Regions from separate parts of the Sus scrofa genome. Here regions 1 and 2 are each linked to region 3. The links are chromatin contacts, called in public HiChIP or PLAC-seq maps. All regions are on one chromosome and are shown on one strand. Each heading gives the region's core, a stretch centred on a gene start, on an enhancer-like site or on the middle of the called end of the contact. The rest is flanking DNA. Distances are from core to core; before and after follow the strand shown. Region 1 overlaps LOC106510569. Region 2 holds the start of C8H4orf22. Region 3 holds the start of PAQR3 (progestin and adipoQ receptor family member 3).

Region 1 (2,700 bases), core at 92-2,591, 1.0 Mb before region 3:
CGGCCTGCCCGAGCGCCGTCGCAAGGGGACAGCCCCAAAGGAGGTCACCTGGGGTCGAAGCCTTTGGAGGAAAAAGAACTGGGTTTCCTCTGGGCTCCGACCCCACTAGGCACTCGCCACCCAGCTCCCCTACCCCCCCACCCCCGCCCGCACGCCGCGGCCGCCCCGCGCGGTGTCAGGACTCGGGGCGGCTGAGCCCCCGCCACAGCAGGAGCGCCTTTTGACGGAAACGCACCCCATTGTTGCGTTACTGCCCCGCGCCGCGAGTCACCCATAGTTTTCTTTCTGTCTATTTCTCTGTCGAGGCCAACTCCTCCTGAAATTGCAGGCAAACAAATCTAGTAGGTCAGAGATTGCATTTGCTGGTGTAAGGGATTAATAGAGCCCGGTCTGAGGCTGCTTTCCAGAATTGCCTTCGGGATTAAAAGGCAGACACGGCAGGCACGGGCACACGTTTTGCATTCACTGGTGGCTGTGATTAATGTTTCCGAGGGGATTTGTACTGGGAGCTTACGGAACGTTGCTTTCGGGGGTCTAATGCCCGACGGCCGCGCGCAGGGACCGGCAGAGGGTCTGCGGACACGCGCCCGGAGCGCCGGGCGGGGTGGGGGATTAGAGGGGGCGTCAGATGTGCGCGGGAGGCCCGGCTCCGCGGCCTTTTAGCGCCTTCCTCCCTCTACCCCGACCCCAGCACGGCTGCTACGGAGGACCGCAGTGAGGACTGTCAGGGAGACGGACGTTAGGTCTTACAGGGTCTGTGTAAGGGAAAATGCTCTCGAAGTGTCCTGACTTGGGGGTAGAAGGGGTTCAGCACCAGGCCGCAGAACTTTATCCATCCGTCCAGTAAAGGGAATTCCGTGTCGAGCGGACGCGCTGCTCCCAAACGCATCACTCCCCCCAGGTTACCGAGTTGCCGGGCTCAGGCCTCGACCCCCTCGAAACGCCGTTCTCGGGATTGATGTCGGGGGCTCCCAGGGAGGCACCTGTGGAGAGGAGTCGGAGCCCTGGCACGAAATACATCCCCCTTCCCACCGCCCCAGGGGCGGACAAACCCTGACCGCGCGGGTAAAGGGGAAGGAGGGGGACGTTCTGGGGTGCGGGGGTCAGGCGAGGAGAAGTAGGGAAACCTGGCAATCGAGAGAAAAGCGAGGCGTTTGGGGAGCGAGGGAGCAGAGTTTAGGGAGAAGAGCGGAGAAAAAGCGAAGGGGCTGGTCGCGGCGGGTGGGCATTACCGCTCTCCGGCAGGAGGGGGCGCTTTTCCCGCCCGGACCAGCCTTCCCCTGGGCGGGGCGGGACGCCCCGGGGCCCCGGCTTCGGGGTGCTGGGCGCCCCCTCCTGGCGACTGCGTGGCGCTCCGGGCCCGCGCCCGCTGGGCCCGCGGCGGCCGCCTTGCCGGCAGGAAAGCCGAGAGACCCAGCGGCGCGGGGGTGCAGCGGCGGCGGCGCCAGCGCCAGGCAGGCCCCCCTCCCCGCGCGCTCCCCGCGGCCTCCTCACCTGGGGCCTCCAGGACTCCTGCCCCGCGGGCACGGCTTCTGCCCCGCGGGCACGGCTCCTGCGCGCCCCTCGGCGCCCGGCTTCCGCCCGGGTCCCAGCCGGCCGAGGGGCCCGCCCTCCTCGCCGAGCGGGTCGCGGGCTCCGCCGCAGCAGCTGGGAGGGAGGGAGCGACCGCCGGCTGCTGCCGGGCGGCGTCTGGGGGCCGCGAGCCGAGCGCGAGGAGCCGCCATCTGGAGCCTCGGCAGCGGGCGGGGGCGAGGGAAGGGGCCTGGCAGCTCCGCCCGCGGCGCGCTAGGGGCCGGGGGCCGGGCGTGGGAGCGGATGCTGGAGTCCGGGGGCTGGGGGGAGGCCTGCCCCTCTTAGGTCCCTTCAATTCCCGGGCTGTCCCCACGAGCAGGTCCAGCGAAAGAGCGGGGACCGGCGCGGCGGCTCCTCCTCCCACCTGCAGATGCCCCTGCGGGGGTGGCGTGGACCTAAACTCTGCCCGCGCGCGCACGCACGCCGCCCATCGCCCATCTCCCATCGGAAGTGGTTTTCTCTTCCCTTCCCGCCCGCCGTGCCCATCCCACGCCGGGAAAGAGTCCTCTCCACACGGCGTGGGCTTTTGGACCCCCCACGTTACTTCCGACAACCGCTTTAGCCAGAAAGCGGGACGGACACCATCTAGTCCCCTCGGACTGTGGAAAAGGAGGAGAATGGCGCGAGGGGGGCTCGTCCTCCCACTTTCGGGCTGGGAAGTGGAGGATAATTGGGGGGAGGGGGAGGAAAGGACGCGTCGTTTCTCCCCTTTACTTTTTTCATTTCATATGCGTCCAGCGTTTTTATAGCTTTAACTTAAAAAAGGAAAATTTCTCTTTCCTAAATTTGGATGGGGGCGGGGGCAAACTCCAGGAAGGGTGAGAGTGTAGGGGAGAGTCGAGGGAGCAGGTCCAGGAGCTCCAGCTTTCCTGCTTCTGGGCCATCTCTGAAGGCAAGGACCTCAGCCATAGGTTATAGCTCCACGTAGGGGGGACTGATTGGGTGTGTGGGTGGTGGCGGGAAGTCTGGGTGAGACAAAAAAGGCAAACCCACTCTCACCCCAAGGCATTAAAAGACAACCCCCCCCCCCCAGCTGTCTCTTGTCCGGCAGAATGGCATTATGTAAAAGATCTGGCATGTCACCCAGTGGCACATCTGGTAGGTGTAGATGGCATTCATTAGCACAGG
Region 2 (2,700 bases), core at 195-2,694, 1.2 Mb before region 3:
AAATGCCACCTGGACTTTTTCTACTAGATAATTCCAGAAAGATAAAATTACCTGTCCAAGGTCACACAACTTGTTTGTGGCAGAGATAGGACTCAAATTAGATGTTTCTATTTGCTTAAAATTATGTTCATACCTAGCACATGAGTGTGTACTGGAGGATAAGCACTCTTCAGACCTTGGAATCCACACTGGGGTAAAATACCATTTTTAACATAATCACTGGAGTCCAAAAATTCAATCCACTAAAATGCAGAATTACACTGTTGCAGGTAAGGAGTTTGGGGAGTTGGCAGCAGGATACAAATGCTTCTCCAACTCAGTTGCAGAGTGCCGACCCAGAGCAGAGAGAGGGCAGTTTGGGGGGCTGTGGCATGGCTCCCGGGCAGTGCCCATTTAGTCGGCCTGGCCTGGGAATACATCAGCGCTATAGGGCCCCACCGTGCACCTCCTGCTTCTCAGGACCAGTGGCCTGTCGTTTTCCCGCTCACGCTGGTTCCCCTGGAAGAGGACGCGAACTCTATTCCGCTTCCTCCCTCCCTTCCCCATCTTCCCGGGCACTGACACACCTTTAAGAAGCAGGTGCGGGGGCGGGGGGGGGGGAGCGGTGCGGAGAGGAAGACAGCCGCCAATCCCAATTATGTCCGACGTTGCGGTGTTGCAGACTTGTTTTTCCACTCCCCACATCAGCTGTGATCAATCGACTTGATAAACCTGAGTCAGGAACTGCCTGCAACCTGTACCCGTAAAGAAAGGGCCTTCTGACTCAACCCGCTTGCGGTGCAAGTTCATGGACCCACATGCCCAGGGTAACACCAGCTCCACCCGGGAGGATAGCGTCTTCCTTTCTTTAACACCAACTGGCAAAGGAACGAGAAACAAAGTGTCAGACCTGAGCTGCCGGCCTCGGAACCCCGCCACCTGCTCAGCTAGCACGCCTTTGGAAGGGCAGCGGGCCGGGAGGCGGCGCTGCACCAGGTCCGGGCCCCGCAGGTCTGCGTGCCCCGTGCGCACGCGCGGGGTCTGCGGCGGGACGGGGACCCCCAGGGCCCGACCTCTGAACCCACCGGGGCAGCGCGGGGCGGGACGGACGCCGCGGAATTGCCGCCGCCGCCGCCTGGGCGCCGCCGTCCGGACGCGGCGCGGCCTACGGTCCCCGCGGCCCACCGGCAGGGGGCGAAGAGCCCACGTCCACGACGCGGGCCCGCGGGAGGGGCCGCGGGTCTGGAAGGCGGCGGCCCCCTCACCTCCAGGTAGTACAAGTCCACCGTGGTGATCTGCGAGTCCAGGAAGTCCTCATAGGTGCTGAACTGAGTGACCACGTTGTCCACCGGCGTCGACCCCTCTTCCGGGCCCATCGCGGTTGCCCGGCTGCCGCGTCCCTAGCGACGGAGGCCGGGGCGGGGGCGGAGAGTCCCACCCCCTCGGCCGCTTCCGACCGGGGCGGGGCCGGGGCGGAGCCGTGGGCGTTCAGCGCCGCCCCGGCCCCGGCCCCGCACACCCCGCGGCGCGTCCGGTCGGGCGGGGGGCTTCCGCCCGGCTGCGGGGAACGCCCCTCCAGGTCAGCTGACTGGGGCGAGAGGTGGAGTGCGGGACAGGTGCAGGCTGCAGCCCACGTTTAAAACGCTGCGACTCCCAAGATGGGTCGACAAGTGCTGTGGGTCAGCGCTTCTCATCTAGTGGGAAAGAATGTGCCGGGAAGGACAAAAACGTGAAGGTTAGTTTTCAGGTAAAACCGAAGCTCCATTTTTCGCAAGGAGAGTATCTCAAAACAGAAGTCTCTGGAAATAGCCTTGCGACCAAATCCAACAGCAACGTGTATTAATGATTTTGTTATTTTTGTAAAGTGTTGCTAATGTTTGGATTCGAGGAAGAACTTGTGAACTTCCTAAAGGAAAGACACCCAACGAAAATACCTTTGGGGCCTCTTTGGGCCCCAAGTGCCTGTTTTCTTAACCTGGGGGGAGAGGGGGCCGTTGGTTTCTTGTCTGTTTAGTTTGTAAGTAAAAGTAAGCACACAATGAAAGATGTTGGCTTGTTGAAGCTGCCTTTTTTAAAGGGTAAAATACCTGTGGAAATTTAGAAAGTAAAGGTTTTTTTACTAAGGACTTTTCCTTAGAACAAAGTTTTGCCTTTTTAAAACAGGAATTTAAAGTAATCCAGCCTGGCAGCTGGCAGAACTTTCCAGAATCCATTTTTGGATTTTTACGTTCTAGGAATCGTCTTTGGAATTAATACATAGTATAACACTTGCGCCTGTGGTAGTTGCTAAGTATTTATTGAATTGATTTTGAGGATTTGCACAGAAGTGAAAACAAATCAATGAAAACATCTAGTAAATACCTTGAGGTAGCCTTCTTAGTTTAAAAAGGTCACCTCAAAATCAGAATGTCATGAATATACAAATTTTAAGTAATGTACACAATATCTCTAGCATATCACTGACTTGTCTTTTAATTATTATATTCTGAGTTGTTTTGAAAGACATGTTGGTGGAGCTCCCGTTGTGTCTCAGTGGTTAGCGAGCCCGGCTAGCATCCATGAGGACGTGGGTTCAATCCCTGACCTCGCTCAGTGGGTCACGGATCCAGCGTTGCCATGAACTGTCGTGTAGGTCACAGACGTGGCTCAGATCTGGCGTTGCTGTGGCTGTGGTGTAGGCTGGCAGCAAGAGCTCCGATTAGACCCCTAGCCTGAGAACCT
Region 3 (2,700 bases), core at 102-2,601:
ACTCCTTATTAGTCCTGTTCCACCAGTGAGAAAACCGAGACACAGAGAGCTTTAGTACTTGTACAAGACACACAGCTCATAAGTGGCTGAATTCAAACCCAGGTAGTAAGGCTTCAACGCTCAGAAGTTAATCACAACCTATACTGCCTCTCAGACATCAACTAGTATTACCAACACAACAACAGTAAATAAATAACAGCGTCGATGATTGTTATCATGCACTGTTGCCAAACAATGCACTAAGGGGTCTACATACATGGATGCAAAACTAACGTTCTGCCCTTTTGCCATTAGGAAAAAGCTTTGGCGAAGTTCCCCTTGTCGCGGAGCAAAAAAAACGAACGCAACTGGGAACCAAGAGGTTGTGTGTTCCATCCAGGGCCTCTGTCAGTGGGTGGAGGTTCTGGCGTTGCCCTGAGCTGTGGTGTAGGTCACAGACACGGCTCAGATCTGATGTTGCTGTGGCTGTGGTGCAGGCCGGCAGCTGTAGCTCCAATTGGATCCTTATCCTGGGAACCTCCAAAAGGCGAGGGTGCGGCCCTAAAAAGCAAAAAAAAAAAAAAAAAGAAGAAGAAGAAGAATTGGCATCATCATTCGTAGCTATAAAAAAAGCTATAACATTTCCTTTAAGCACCGTATTAGCTGCACGCCCCCAAGTTTTTATATCTTCTATCTTTGGCATTGAGTTCCATTTCCTTGCGCTCTCTCCATCAACCCACTAAAATACTTGGAAGTGCTTTGTTTCAATTCCAGACATCTGGGGAGTTTCAGTTTTCTTGTTTATCTCTAGTTTAAGTCTACTGTGGTCAGAGAAAATACTCTGAAGAGCTTTGGGGCTTTGAATACTTCGAAAGCGTTGGGGATTCTCTACGGCTCAGCTTATTCCCGATTTTGGTACATGTTCTCTGTGCATCAGGTTTCCTCTATTTCCACCTACTTCAAAGGACTGACCTTGGCCGAGATAACGTCGCAGGTTAAGAAATGTGTGACATTCCAAGCTCAAAGAACCGGTGTGGAGCTAGGTCTAGTTCTTATTCTTCTCCCAGTTACTCTTTTCCCCTTGGTTTTTCAAAATGTAACGCATATTGCTTCTAATTAAAAACAGGATAAGGAAAAAAACCGCTTGTATTCGCCGTACAGTTCTGCGCTCTTCTCACCCACGAGGAGGACTGGGCCGCCTCGCCTTCGAACTCCAGCAGCGGCGGAGGCCCGGGCCCAGCCCCGCGGCCCCCACGGCACCTGCGCGCCCGCCCCAGCCCAGGCCCCGCCCCGCCCAGGCCCCGCCCCCGGTGGCGCCGGCCCAGGCAGGGCCGAGGGGCGGGGCCCAGGCAGCGTGCTGACGTCAGAGAGGGCGGCGACGTCGCGGGGCCGCGGGGGCGCTGACGCCGGTGGCCGCTCTGTGCGCGGTACCGGGCCCGGGCAGCTGCGGGGCCGTAGGACCTCGCGCGGCGTCCGCCAGCTCCGGGGCGGGGGCTGCGGCGGCGAAGCCCCCTCCCCGGGGAGGCGGGGCCTGGGCGAGCTTCCCGGCTGGGGAGCGGCGGCGGCGGCCGGGAAGGATGCATCAGAAGCTGCTGAAGAGCGCGCATTACATCGAGTTGGGCAGCTACCAGTACTGGCCCGTCCTGGTTCCCCGCGGCATCCGCCTCTACACCTACGAGCAGATCCCCGTGTCCCTCAAGGACAACCCGTACATCACCGACGGCTACCGGGCCTACCTGCCCTCCAGGCTGTGTATCAAAAGGTAAGGTCTGGCCGCCTCCGCTGGGCGCGCCTGGGGGGCGCGCCGGCGGCCCCTCCTCTTGCACATCCTTTTTGTCTGGTCCGCCTGCTGTTTTCCCCCCTTTTCTCTGTGCCCGTCATTTCCTAGCTGCCCCATCCTTTTCATCCCTTCTGCCACCTCTCCTGTCTTGGTATCCTTCCTTCTCCCCGCTGGGGTGCTTGATCCGTGGGACGAAGACTGACAGTAACAGTGGTCGTAATCACTAACTCTCCCGTGGCACTTGGCTGTTTATGGAGAGATTTTACATCCTTTATTCCATTCAGTGCTTATCGGGATACATGTTGGAATCGACCCCACTGACGATGGCTGAGCCATACTTGCCCCTGTGTATACCTAAGCTTTGTTTATTTTTAAGGCAGCCCTGTGGAAATTCGGACGTTTGGGGCCAGATAAATGCCTGTATAATAGGAGTAAGTTCACATTGCATTATATATGTATTACACAACATATATATATAAAATCAAGGAGATATATATATATATATATATATATATACACACACACACACACACACACACATTCATTCATTCATTTAGCAGATACTCTGAGCCCCTGCTAGGTACCAGGCACCCTACTAGGTCCTGGAAAGAACAGCAGGCATAACTCTTGTTCTTATGGAGCTGTCGAGGTCTAGCCTGGGTGCTAATTACACTATTACATAATAACCGCTGTGAAAAACGCTGTGTGGGAAAGGCAAAGAGAGCCTGTAACAGCCACCACCCTCCATTAGAGTGTAAGAAGCGACTTTAAGAAAGGAATTTTTTCATCTAAACTTAAAACTGAGTCCCTTCAAAGCCTGGGTTTAAAAAAACAAAACCGAAAAATCTAGTGTTCTAGTTCTTAGGCTAGCTTTCTGTTAGAACTCACAGAAATTAATTACAGGACCCCACTTGAAGAGAATTAAGATACAGATGTTGGTT

What was found. HiChIP or PLAC-seq counts read pairs in DNA pulled down with a chosen protein or histone mark.
Region 1: an H3K27ac HiChIP or PLAC-seq map of alveolar macrophages shows a contact between it and region 3. The contact joins the enhancer-like site here to the promoter of PAQR3 in region 3. A contact is called at or near these places in 3 of 5 promoter capture datasets (fetal liver, fetal skeletal muscle and liver), 4 of 47 Hi-C or Micro-C datasets (embryonic fibroblasts, epiblast stem cells and fibroblasts) and 2 of 2 datasets of contacts at active chromatin or transcription factors (alveolar macrophages and skeletal muscle).
Region 2: an H3K27ac HiChIP or PLAC-seq map of skeletal muscle shows a contact between it and region 3, with 12 times the contacts expected there. The contact joins the promoter of C8H4orf22 here to the promoter of PAQR3 in region 3. A contact is called at or near these places in 1 of 5 promoter capture datasets (fetal skeletal muscle), 4 of 47 Hi-C or Micro-C datasets (embryonic fibroblasts, fetal heart ventricle and heart right ventricle) and 1 of 2 datasets of contacts at active chromatin or transcription factors (skeletal muscle).

What each region holds. Positions count from the first base shown.
Region 1 is chr8:137,622,725-137,625,424 of Sscrofa11.1, forward strand. LOC106510569 reads right to left here. Exons shown (of 2, transcript XM_013998646.2): 1 at 1,495-2,700; 2 at 1-983. The coding sequence starts at 2,017. The coding sequence ends at 889. Among named protein-coding and RNA genes, the nearest start is that of PRDM8, 13 kb to the left of the region's middle. Within about 2 kb of position 1,342, at least 32 of the 83 cell types and tissues checked have an H3K27ac peak or open chromatin away from gene starts, as enhancers often do. A contact at or near this core is called in alveolar macrophages, embryonic fibroblasts, fetal liver and 1 more, where this site is marked.
Region 2 is chr8:137,490,574-137,493,273 of Sscrofa11.1, forward strand. C8H4orf22 reads right to left here and starts at 1,445. Exons shown (of 6, transcript XM_021101895.1): 1 at 1,245-1,445. The coding sequence starts at 1,355. LOC106508356 (a long non-coding RNA gene) reads left to right here and starts at 1,527. Exons shown (of 4, transcript XR_002346918.1): 1 at 1,527-1,714.
Region 3 is chr8:138,645,276-138,647,975 of Sscrofa11.1, forward strand. It overlaps PAQR3 (progestin and adipoQ receptor family member 3), which reads left to right and starts at 1,352. Exons shown (of 7, transcript XM_013998797.2): 1 at 1,352-1,741. The coding sequence starts at 1,557. LOC102167132 (a long non-coding RNA gene) reads right to left here and starts at 1,244. Exons shown (of 9, transcript XR_002346480.1): 1 at 952-1,244.